Linked DNA regions of Mus musculus: region 1 is linked to region 2. Evidence: chromatin contacts called from public promoter capture Hi-C data. All regions are on one chromosome and are shown on one strand. Each heading gives the region's core, a stretch centred on a gene start, on an enhancer-like site or on the middle of the called end of the contact. The rest is flanking DNA. Distances are from core to core; before and after follow the strand shown.

Region 1 (5,258 bases), core at 1,662-4,161, 2.9 Mb after region 2:
CAGTTACAAATCCTTTGCTTATACACCATGGTTTCCAATCGTATGTTTTTGTGGGATTTTTGTGTACATGAGTGTGTATGTCTCTGTATCCATATGCATTTCTTTTGCTTCTATTTTTAATGATGATTTCGTCCTAGTCTGGCTTGTTTGTTTTGATTATTGTTTTGCTTTAGTTGCTTGTTTGTTTTTTAATGGGAGAGAGAATGAAAGGGTCTGGATTTGCGTCAGTGGCATGAGGGGAGTATATGGTGGAGTTGGGGTAGAGAAACTGGTTAGAATATATTGTATGAAAAGAAATTATTATTAATAAACTTTAATATTAAAAGAAAAAGAAAAGAAAATGTGGTACATTTACACAGTGGAGTAATACTCAGCTACTAAAAACAAGGAATTCATGAAATTCTTAGGCAAATGATGGAATTAGAAAATATCATCCTGAGTGAGGTAACCCATCACGAAAGAACACACAAGGTATGCATTCATTGATAAGTGGATATTAGCCCAAAAGTTCAGAATACCCAGGACTCAATTCACAGACCACATGAAGCTCAAAAAGAAGGTAGACCAAAGTGTGGGTGCTTCGGTCCTTCTTAGAAAGGGGAACAAAATACTCACTGGAGCAAATATGGAGACAAAGTGCAGAGCAGGGACTGAGGAAAGGCCATCCAGAGACTGTCCCACCTGGAGATTCATCCCATATACAGTCACCAAATCCTGACATTATTGTGAATGCTAAGAAATGCTTGCTGATAAGAGCCTGATATGACTGTTTCTGAGAGGCCCTGCCAAAGAATTACAAATAACAGAGGCAGATGCTCGCAGCCAACCATTGGACAGAGTGTGGGGTCCCCAATGGGGGAGTTAGAGAAAGGACTGAAGGAGCTGAAGGTGTTTGCAACCCCATAGGAAGAACAACAATATCAACCAACCAGGACCCCCCTCCCCAGAGCTCCCAGGGACTAAGCCACCAACCAAGGAGTACACATGGCTCCAGCTGCATATGTAGTAGAGGACATCAATGGGAAAAGAGGTCTTGAAAGCTTGATAGATGCCCCCAGTGTAGGGGAATAGAGGCCAAGGAGGTACCCTCCTCAACTAAAACTCTTTACTTGGGATTTATATTCCCAAGAGCCTGTCCAGTCCATTGTTACTACCATTTTCTTTTTGTGTGTATCAAAGTGTGTGGATGCATGCATACATATAGAGGTCAGAGGACAACTTAGGGAGTCAATTATCTTCTTCCACTGTGGGATCTGGGGAATGAATAATGTCCTCAGACCTACACAACAAGCAATTTCCCCTCTGCATCGTCTCGCTGGCCATATCCTAGTTCTTCTTATGTTTTGCTAGTCTTTGAGATAACGTCTGTTTATGTAGCTTATTCTGGCCTTAACTCTCTATATTATCTAGGCTGTGATCCTCTTGCCCCAACCTGTACTGTTGGATTGGGATTTATAAGACCAGATCATATCTCTGAAATTGAAACCAAAGCCCCATTTCAGTATGCAGAAGGCAGCACATAGGATTAGCCATTCACCTCAGATAGAGCAAACATGGCTAGCCAGAGGCACCCCCTATAATAGGTGTAATTCACAGAGAAAGAGATGAAGTGCTGAAAACTACCTAGGGAGCAAACATTTGTCCAGTACAGAAATATCAGTAGACACAACTCCATGTCTAAAATATGATGAACTAGGTTCACCCAAGGTTAAAGAATGGCAAGTCAAGACTAAAGAATTGAACACAAAGAGACTGGAGAGATGTTTCAGTGGTTAAGAACACCAACTGCTCTTCTAGAAGACCATGAATTGATTCCCAGCACCCACATAGCAGGTCACAATCACCTGTAACTCCAGTTCAGGGGATCTGTTGTCCTATGCTGGCAAAACATACACATTAAATAAAATTTTAGAAATTAATAGAACATGGTTGTAAATACTCGTAATCCCTACTTTGGGAAGGCTATGAGTTTGGGGCCAGCCTGGGCTATAGCATCATACACACACACACACACACACACACACACACACACACACAGAGAGAGAGAGAGAGAGTTTGAGGAGCTAGTTTATTAACTTTTCAGTCAATCTAGAGATTAAATCCAATTTTGGTGCAAATTAGCTATTTTAATCATTAAAGAAGCTAAAGTCTTCATACTTCAGTTTCTTGAGAATACCACGGTAAAATAATAATTAGCTAGAGCCATTGGTTAGTTATAGATACTCAATGATATCATATAGCTAGCTCCATGACTTGTAACTAATATTTAATAGGGCAGCTGTCACTGTTAATTTCATTACACTCCATCAGTCTTATGGTGTGAAACTGTGTAGCATAATAAAAAGTAGTGGGATTGGATAAAATGCATATGCTTATATATGTTTATGAAATGTATAGCTACCATGACATTTATTTGTGTATATATTAGGAAAGATTATATGAGGAAAATATAGCATACCCATAGACTATATAACATAAAAAGATAAGGCAATAAATACATTCCAATATAGAAGATAATAAAATATAACTATCCTATAAACGGGTCCCTTGGTGTGTGCACTGCCTGTTGCGTGACTATGCATACCTGTAGGGTTGTACAAAGAAACACTAAACTCTCACCTCCTGAAATGTAAGCCTTGTTGTCAAAGTGGATTGAGAAAAATATGTGGTGAAAAAACAGTCCTTTTATTTAAAATAGAAACTTTGAAGGGAGCGGAGTTAACATATGACAAATGAAGATCCTGTTCCCCTGGAGGAGGAGAAAAAGCCCTTCCTTTCTGGAATGAGACCCGGGCACACTGATAGCAAAACTGACGTTTCGTCTATTCCTCTTCTGTGAAATCCTCCAGCCAAGCTGTGCGCTAACTGAGTAGGCGAATTCACTTCGTCACTTCACAAAAGACTTCCAAATTCACTGCGGCAGACACTGGAAAATAAAATTGTTAAGTACATCCTAGCTGAGAGGGAGAGACGGAAGGCTCCGTGTTCAATCAAAGGTTTGCAATAATAGGAGTCATTTAAGAAAGAAAGAAAGAAAGAAAAAAAAAAAGACAGATGGGATTAGGAAATGTTGCTGCGGTGAGACTGTCATGAGAGGCACAGGCAGCCTGCCTTTTGTGGACCTGCACAATGATCACAGAGCCAGACTGGCTTAGGAGACCCTGGGACTAGGGCTCCAGAGAGAGGCCACGGGCTCCCGGACACCCTGCAGGGCAGGGGGCTGAGACCATGCATCAGATCTACAGCTGCAGTGATGAGAATATTGAAGTTTTCACCACGGTGATTCCTTCCAAGGGTGAGTAATAATCCTAACAACCGCTCTTGGCGTCCCCTATTGTGGCATCTTATGCGGGAGGTGACCCGGTGCTGTCGGACTAAGGTACACTAGTACTTGGTACCCTCGGGTCCCGAGGTCTGCTGGCTTCTTCGTGTCGATGTCATTTGATGTCCCCCTTTTCTGAAGAGGGGCACAAGGATAAACATCAATCATAGGGAAACAATCTATTCAGGCGGGGACGAGGACAGCATAGCCTTCCTGCTTCACTTAATTCGAAACGGACAACCCAGCAGGCTCAAAGGCTGGGACAATAAGTGATTGTTAAAGAGACAACGATGGAAACAAAATTTCCAGGGCAGCCTAATAAGCTTTCTTATTGTCTCCGGTAAAGGAAAAAAAAAGGGCAGGTTCTGAAGAGAGAATCAGCCGTTCCAAAGCCAACTCCATCTGACTTGGGAGGGAAAAGACTCCAGAAAGGCAATCAAACACCCAGAAAGGCAATGAAGCTGACCCCAGGCTGACTTATCCATAGGACCACAAAGGGAACTACCAAAAGGGAATCTTGACGTTATAACCTCTGGGTCCTGGCCATTGGTGCGGATCCCTGGGAAGGGCTTGTGAGTCCAAATTTGAGGAAGGGCCGATGATCCAGTCAGCTTTACCTTGCCATTGTTCTGACCCTGTAGCCCCTTGTCCTGCTGTGGCACAGGCTTACGCCTGGCTTGACTGTGATATTTGGCTAAAATGGTTTGAATGTTTGCTAGTGCTGGGAGCACACATTCAAACTATTCTTTTCTTCCTCTGTCCAATACTGAGGGGGGTTACCAGGGGTGGAGACTCAGCCTGGGCACAGGCAAACAGCTAAACATAAATTGAGCTCTCAACATCTACTACTGAGGGAAAGGGAGGAAAGGGGAAGTTGGGAGTGTGCCCATGTGTAGGAGTTGAAATTCGCTCTGGAGATTCTGAAAGTCAACCCTTCTGAAGAGGAATGAATTAGATCTGTGTGTATAGAGGTGGCCTTTCCATTTACTTTATCTCTGCCTTTTGTTTCTGTGGGTTTTTTGGGGGGGTAGGGTGGGGTTGCATTGCTAGTGGTGAACCAGTTGTCCATGCAAGGTAAGCAAGAGCTATACCGCTGATCTACCACATAAGACCTATAGATCAGTGTTGAAGGGGAAAGAAAAAGCAAGCTGAAAACCAATCTATGCTTAGTAGCATACTTGGAACTCTAAGATAATTGTGCATAGTATTTATGGGTACATTTTTGGAGCAACACATGCAAACAAGACTAGAAGGACCCATGTGTTATAAAATCAGTGAGGTCAGTGGCCCTGGAGAAGGGTGGAAGGAAGATAGGAGAAGGTGAGAAGGGGTCTAATCTCACTGTTAATTTTTGGAAAGTGAAGATTATGACTGCTTCCACTGAGAAGAGTGGCTCATATCTATAACCCAAGAAAGCTGAGAATTGTCAGGTCCAAGGCCAACTGGGGCATAGAGCAGCACACTGTTCTCAAGAGAAAAGAAAAGGTATGTCTCTTTCTTGTAAAAAGCAAGGGAGGAAAAGACCTTGACAACCTGGTTCTGTCTTTTCTGTACTGTGTGACCTTGGCCCAGCTAAATAATCTCTCCGGGCAAGAGTTCCCACTTCTGTAAAAGAGAAAAACAGGGTTTAGCTTCCAGGATTCTCATGGGGAATACATAGACTGATACATAGAACAGTTGTAATGGAGTTGGTACAATCACACACCATTAAACATGTCACATACAAAGTGATTTGAGTTTTCAGCCTGCATGTGTGTGTGGCCATGAATATGTTTAATTAAAGATAAATATTTGATCCTATATTCATCCATCATTGTACCTTAAACTAAGTTTTCACTGCCGGGGAGTTACTTTCTAGGAAGAATTATTTGCAGCTTTTGTAGAGGCCTCAGTGGGTGAAGCACATCTCTTTCCATGCCTTGCTTCACCCTGGAGG
Region 2 (5,048 bases), core at 1,554-4,053:
TTTGGTAAATTCTATACTCAATAAGAAACTTGTATCAAAACCACATATGTAAAGAATTTGTATAATCCAATAATAAAAAGGAAACATCATAGTTTTAAAATCAGAAAAATATCTGACTAGACAATCTCAAAAACCCAATGTATGGAAGACTCGTAAGAGCATGGAAAGATGCTCAGAGTCATGAGTTGTTATTGAATGCCAATCAAGATCATACAAGACAGCACTTGGCATCAATTAAGAGCTGCCCCGTAGACAGACCAGCTAACAGCAAGGTGTTGGGATGTGTAACTGTCATACATTGTTGGCAACTATGAATCATGAATTAACGCACTCTGAAACAATTCCTTAGTTTCTCAGATAGCTATTCAAATTACTAAATGATCTCATGGTTCTACTCCTAGGGACACATTCAAGAGAAATGAGAATAAATGTTTATCGTGGTAAAGTAGAAAAATTAAATGTGGTATATTCAAATAATAAAATATCAATCTACATTAAAATTAATAAACAACTAATACGTGAAACAAGGGCATAGAGCTTAAAGATAACCACCACAAGTGATATTGCTCAGTAGTAAAGAACAAAAGTGATTTTATGATCTTAGTATTTCAAAAATTTAGTAGATGAGGGTTTGTGTGATCCTGAGGGAGAAAATCGGGGGGGGGGGCGGGGTAAAGAATGAGTGACAGCTGTTATGTATGGCAATTCTCTTGAGGGTGATGAAAATATCTTGCATTGTAATTATTATGGATGAATTGTAATGATTAAACTGTCTTCTGTAGATGAATAAACAGGGAAGATATACTGCATACTTTAATCAATAAAGTTTTTTTTTTTTAATTCCTGGTAGGATATGACTTTGTTTCAGTCATGTAATGTCGATTAATGTTACTTAATTTTGTCAGGTCACTGGAATTTCACTAGAAATTCTCCTTGTTGTGGTATCCTTAAGGTACTACCCTGTGTCATGTGCTGCTCATGACGTTTCTGGGGGCGCTCAATAAGAATTCCTTAAAGTAAAGCTGATGTTTGCTGTACATTCCCAGCATAGGGAGCTTTGCATTGGAAAGGTACTTCTCCTAACATGCCCTCACCGTGGACTGCTGACTTCAAATAGCTAGTGCAATGAGATTGTGCACTAGGCAACTGTGTCAAGTACCAAATGTATTGCAGAATACCAATGAATTGATACTAAACAACATTTTAGAAAAAAGATGAATCTCAGAGCACCTGCCTATACCAAAATTGGAAATGTAATTACTTTAAAAGTTAGATTGTCAAGTATTTCTCTAGGTGATGTAGACATATCTCTATGTGATATGTGACTAGTTTTTGTGACCAGCATTTTTTTTCTTTCTTTCTTTTTCTAAAACAGAATTGTGAATTTTAACATTACAACTGTGGGCAGCAGATGTGCTCAGGGAAGAGTGGACTCCCAGGGAAGGGGACCCAGGACTGTGTCTGAGGTTAGCCAAGTTAGAAGATGTAAAGTTTGAGTTCTTTTTTTACTTCTTTCAGCTACCCTCCTCCAGGGCAGTCCAGGTTCTTTATTAATGTCTGTTTTTAAATTAGCAGGAGAATCTAGTTTTCCTGTCCTAGGTACTTCTATAGTGCCTTTTTAAAAAAGCAATGAGAAAAGTAAACTATAGCTTCGAAAGTTTTGATATATGCTTCAGCCCTATAAGAAGGAAGGTGGTTTACTAGTCAATATGAAATGTTGTAAGTAACGTTTTTTTTTTTAAGTTTCCAGAATAATATTCAGAGCTCATCTATCTCCTTTAACCCTGTGTGTTCTAGAACTGCCCCCAGTGGGCCTGGCAGTCTGTTAGTTGTTGCCTTAAATTGCACGTGGGCTTGTTGCAAATTTTGAAAAATTGATTAATTTTTTTCTGAGATTTACATTTTTTAGTGCAGTTAGGAATGGAAAAATCTATGGAATATTCCCTTGTAGTCTGTAATAAAAGTACCCTTGTGGGAGAAAAGAGAGCCCTAATGAGAAAGGCACAACCTGCTGCGTGAGAGATGTGTATGTTCCTGTCCAATCCTGACAGCCAGTCATGGAAACAGGCTCTGTGCCTGAACCCAGAGACTATTCTGTGTGCCACTCACAAGGAAGCTAAGCTCCACCCCAAAGTGTGGCTGCCTTTGTCATTTTAATTGGTCTGTGTTTGTGAAGTGGGGCCTCTATTTACTTATAGCTTGGGGCTTGTGTTTACCAAGCCCGGTGGAGGCCAAGTGACAGCGCTCCTGCAAGCTCTCCTGCTGTATCTTGAGGCACTTTTCTTTTCAGTATCGGTGCTGTCTAATTCGTGAGCTTCTGTGAAGCAAGCGCAGGAGGGTACAAGGCCTACAGGGAGGAATTACACCTAATTACTCAAATAATTGCTAGGCTGTTGCCTTCTTAGTCACTGAAAATAATTTCCAGGTCCCTGGCTTTTATAGATAGTCTTCTAGAGGCAGGAGGACACAGCCCCCTTTTTAACTCAGCCCATTCACTCACAAAATCAGAACACTCGAGCCTGCAAAATTAATAAGCACCACTTCCATTACATATATTTTAGGTTGTTGTTGCCGTGGCGATAAAGTCAGGGACATTGAATCTCCTCTGTTGAGCCATTGTTATCATCCCTGGCCATCTGCTGCAGAGGAGTGATATTCCATCTCATTTGCATGATGACTGATATATGGGCGGTTTGGAAGGACATATGCCACAGCAATCATGTGATGAAAATTAAAGTGAAAGTTTTGGGCCCAGAGCCGAAAAAAAATCTGTGTGTGCGCATGAGGCTGTTGATGTGCAAATGTGGATCATATTGAGAAGGTCTGAATAGGGAGGTGTGACGTAAGGAGGGCTACACGCAGGTGCTTATCTCCGAGCAGTCAAAGGCACTGGATGTCATATCATGGAGACTACCTTTCAAGGCAACAGCTTTAGTGTCTCCTGTCAGCACACCAGAGAGAAGAGAAATAGTTTTGGAAACAAACACAAAAAAGTAAGTTTCAAACTTTTTTACCACATTCTGTTTACCCTGATGTCGATGAGTTCAGACAGTGAGCAAGTTTCAGGTCTTAGTTGTTAATAGTGACTTTTGTTTCTGATTGGGTGGGTGGGTGGGTGAGTAGGTGAGTGGGGGGTCGCTTCTAAAGGCTGAGGGGCTCATGGTCGTTTTACTGTGCTTTGCTTTGCTTTCTGTTGTGATGTTCATCTGGCATGATTTGAAACTCACTCACCACCACCCACCCCCACTTTCTCACTCTCCTCCCAAAAAGCGATATTGAGGAGTTCAGAATAAAATGGTGTAATTGTGCTTAAGCTGTGTCAGCTACTGCCTTTGTTCATATATATTTCTGAAATGTGTGAATTGGCCATAGGAAATACTTAATATGATACAATACACTTTTTGTCTGGAAAAAAAGTAAAGTAAAACTAAATTTGAGGTCACACAAATTATCAGTGAGATCTCATGTGCTACAAGTCTTTATTTAGAATTGAACCTTGGCAGTGCTAAGAGTTGTTAATGTAATTTTGCATTGATAGCCATTATCTAAAAGGGGGGGTTGTGGATTCTTCCTAAAAAAATCAGAAACTGGTATTAGCTACACATAAGAGAAAAAGTTTGTGATCAGTCAAGATGTTTAAATTCATAAATTGGACATATAAATTATTGCATTTGCATATTTAGAGGATTGAATAAAACTAGTCTCCTTAAAAGATGAAACACTTCATCTCTGATAGATGGGCATGTCAGAAGACTGCGCAGAAGTTACAAAGTCATGTTTTAAAAGCTGAAAAACAAGAAACTTAACACTAACCTTGAACAAAATTTCATAGAAGGACGATTTCCGTGAAATATTGTTAAGGGAAAACTTTTATATACTTTGATGAGCAATACCTTAGCTCATATTATGTTGTCAACCAAACACCTGTTAAGAAGGCTTCCTTTGATGTACATTGGAATAATCAAAGTTTCCTGAAAGGGTGTTCTGATCTTTTCTTTCAGTTTCAGAGAACACAGCAGCTAATAGGCAGAGTGTATCATGTAATGGCTCTAGTCTTGTTTTATTTTTAGGAATAACGTCAAAAATGGTGGTGTGATATTACCTTATGGATTAATTGGCAGTATACAACCCAACAAATTAAAAAGAAATCTTGATGGAGAAATATTGGGTATAATTATGTCCTTATAATGAGGAAGTATTTTTTAGTATATAAATCCAGAATAGAAAATAGGATTGAAATTAGGGTTGAAATTTCCCTAACTTTAAAATTTTTATTTGCTAGTATCACCAGCACAATATCCTAGTTTTAGCTGTAACCTCAGATTATCCATGATCCCTTTTTTCTCATTCTAAATATTCAATTACTCCGTGGCGATTATTATGTGGCCTTCTTGGCTTACTACAATATTAGATTAATATAGATTTCTTATGCCAAATTAGCGGAAATCACCATTGCCCACAAGAGCAGTTCACTCTTCTCTTAGTCATATTTGTGTTACAGCAAGAGCATCAGAGGCTTTAATATTTTAAACTTGGATACACTGTGTCCTGGAGCACATGGGGTTTGTATCTGAAACCTGTAAAGTACATTGGAACCTTTCTCAAGAGTCTAATTCAGTTAGCCTTGAATGAGAGTCTTTATAGTGACTGCCATTCTTCTGCTATTATACCAACCACAAAGATTTAAAGTTTTGTGTTTCCTTGTCTGTGGATTAACTACAGGTGACAAGGAAAGGCAAGGGGTACTTGGAGCTGTCCAAGGTATTAGGCTTCTGAAAAGTTAATCATTATAGAAATGCATTTCTCTGAATCCATGTAATTGGTTTGTTCCCATTTCTGAAAGTTAAAATTATATTGCTACTAGAGAAACCAACCTAGTGGATATAGCATTTCTTTTCAGATAATGTAGCAATCTCATGTATAACTAAATTTAAAACTCAGAAACAGCTTAAACTTTCATGCAGTCAACTAGTGCTCTTGTTTGCATCTTTAAACTACTTAAGTGGAAATAAGTAAAATTCACAACTACCACATATAGAATTCTATGC

What was found. Promoter capture Hi-C pulls out the DNA fragments that hold promoters and counts their contacts.
Region 1: a contact with region 2 is called in a promoter capture Hi-C map of hippocampal neurons, with 8 times the contacts expected there. The contact joins the promoter of Vxn here to the promoter of St18 in region 2. A contact is called at or near these places in 2 of 39 promoter capture datasets (frontonasal cranial neural crest and hippocampal neurons).

The regions. Positions count from the first base shown.
Region 1 is chr1:9,598,356-9,603,613 of GRCm38.p6, forward strand. It overlaps Vxn (vexin), which reads left to right and starts at 2,912. Exons shown (of 6, transcript NM_178399.4): 1 at 2,912-3,295. The coding sequence starts at 3,229. The region is part of intron 3 of 2610203C22Rik (RIKEN cDNA 2610203C22 gene); the gene reads right to left.
Region 2 is chr1:6,727,248-6,732,295 of GRCm38.p6, forward strand. St18 (suppression of tumorigenicity 18) reads left to right here and starts at 2,804. Exons shown (of 22, transcript NM_173868.2): 1 at 2,804-2,993.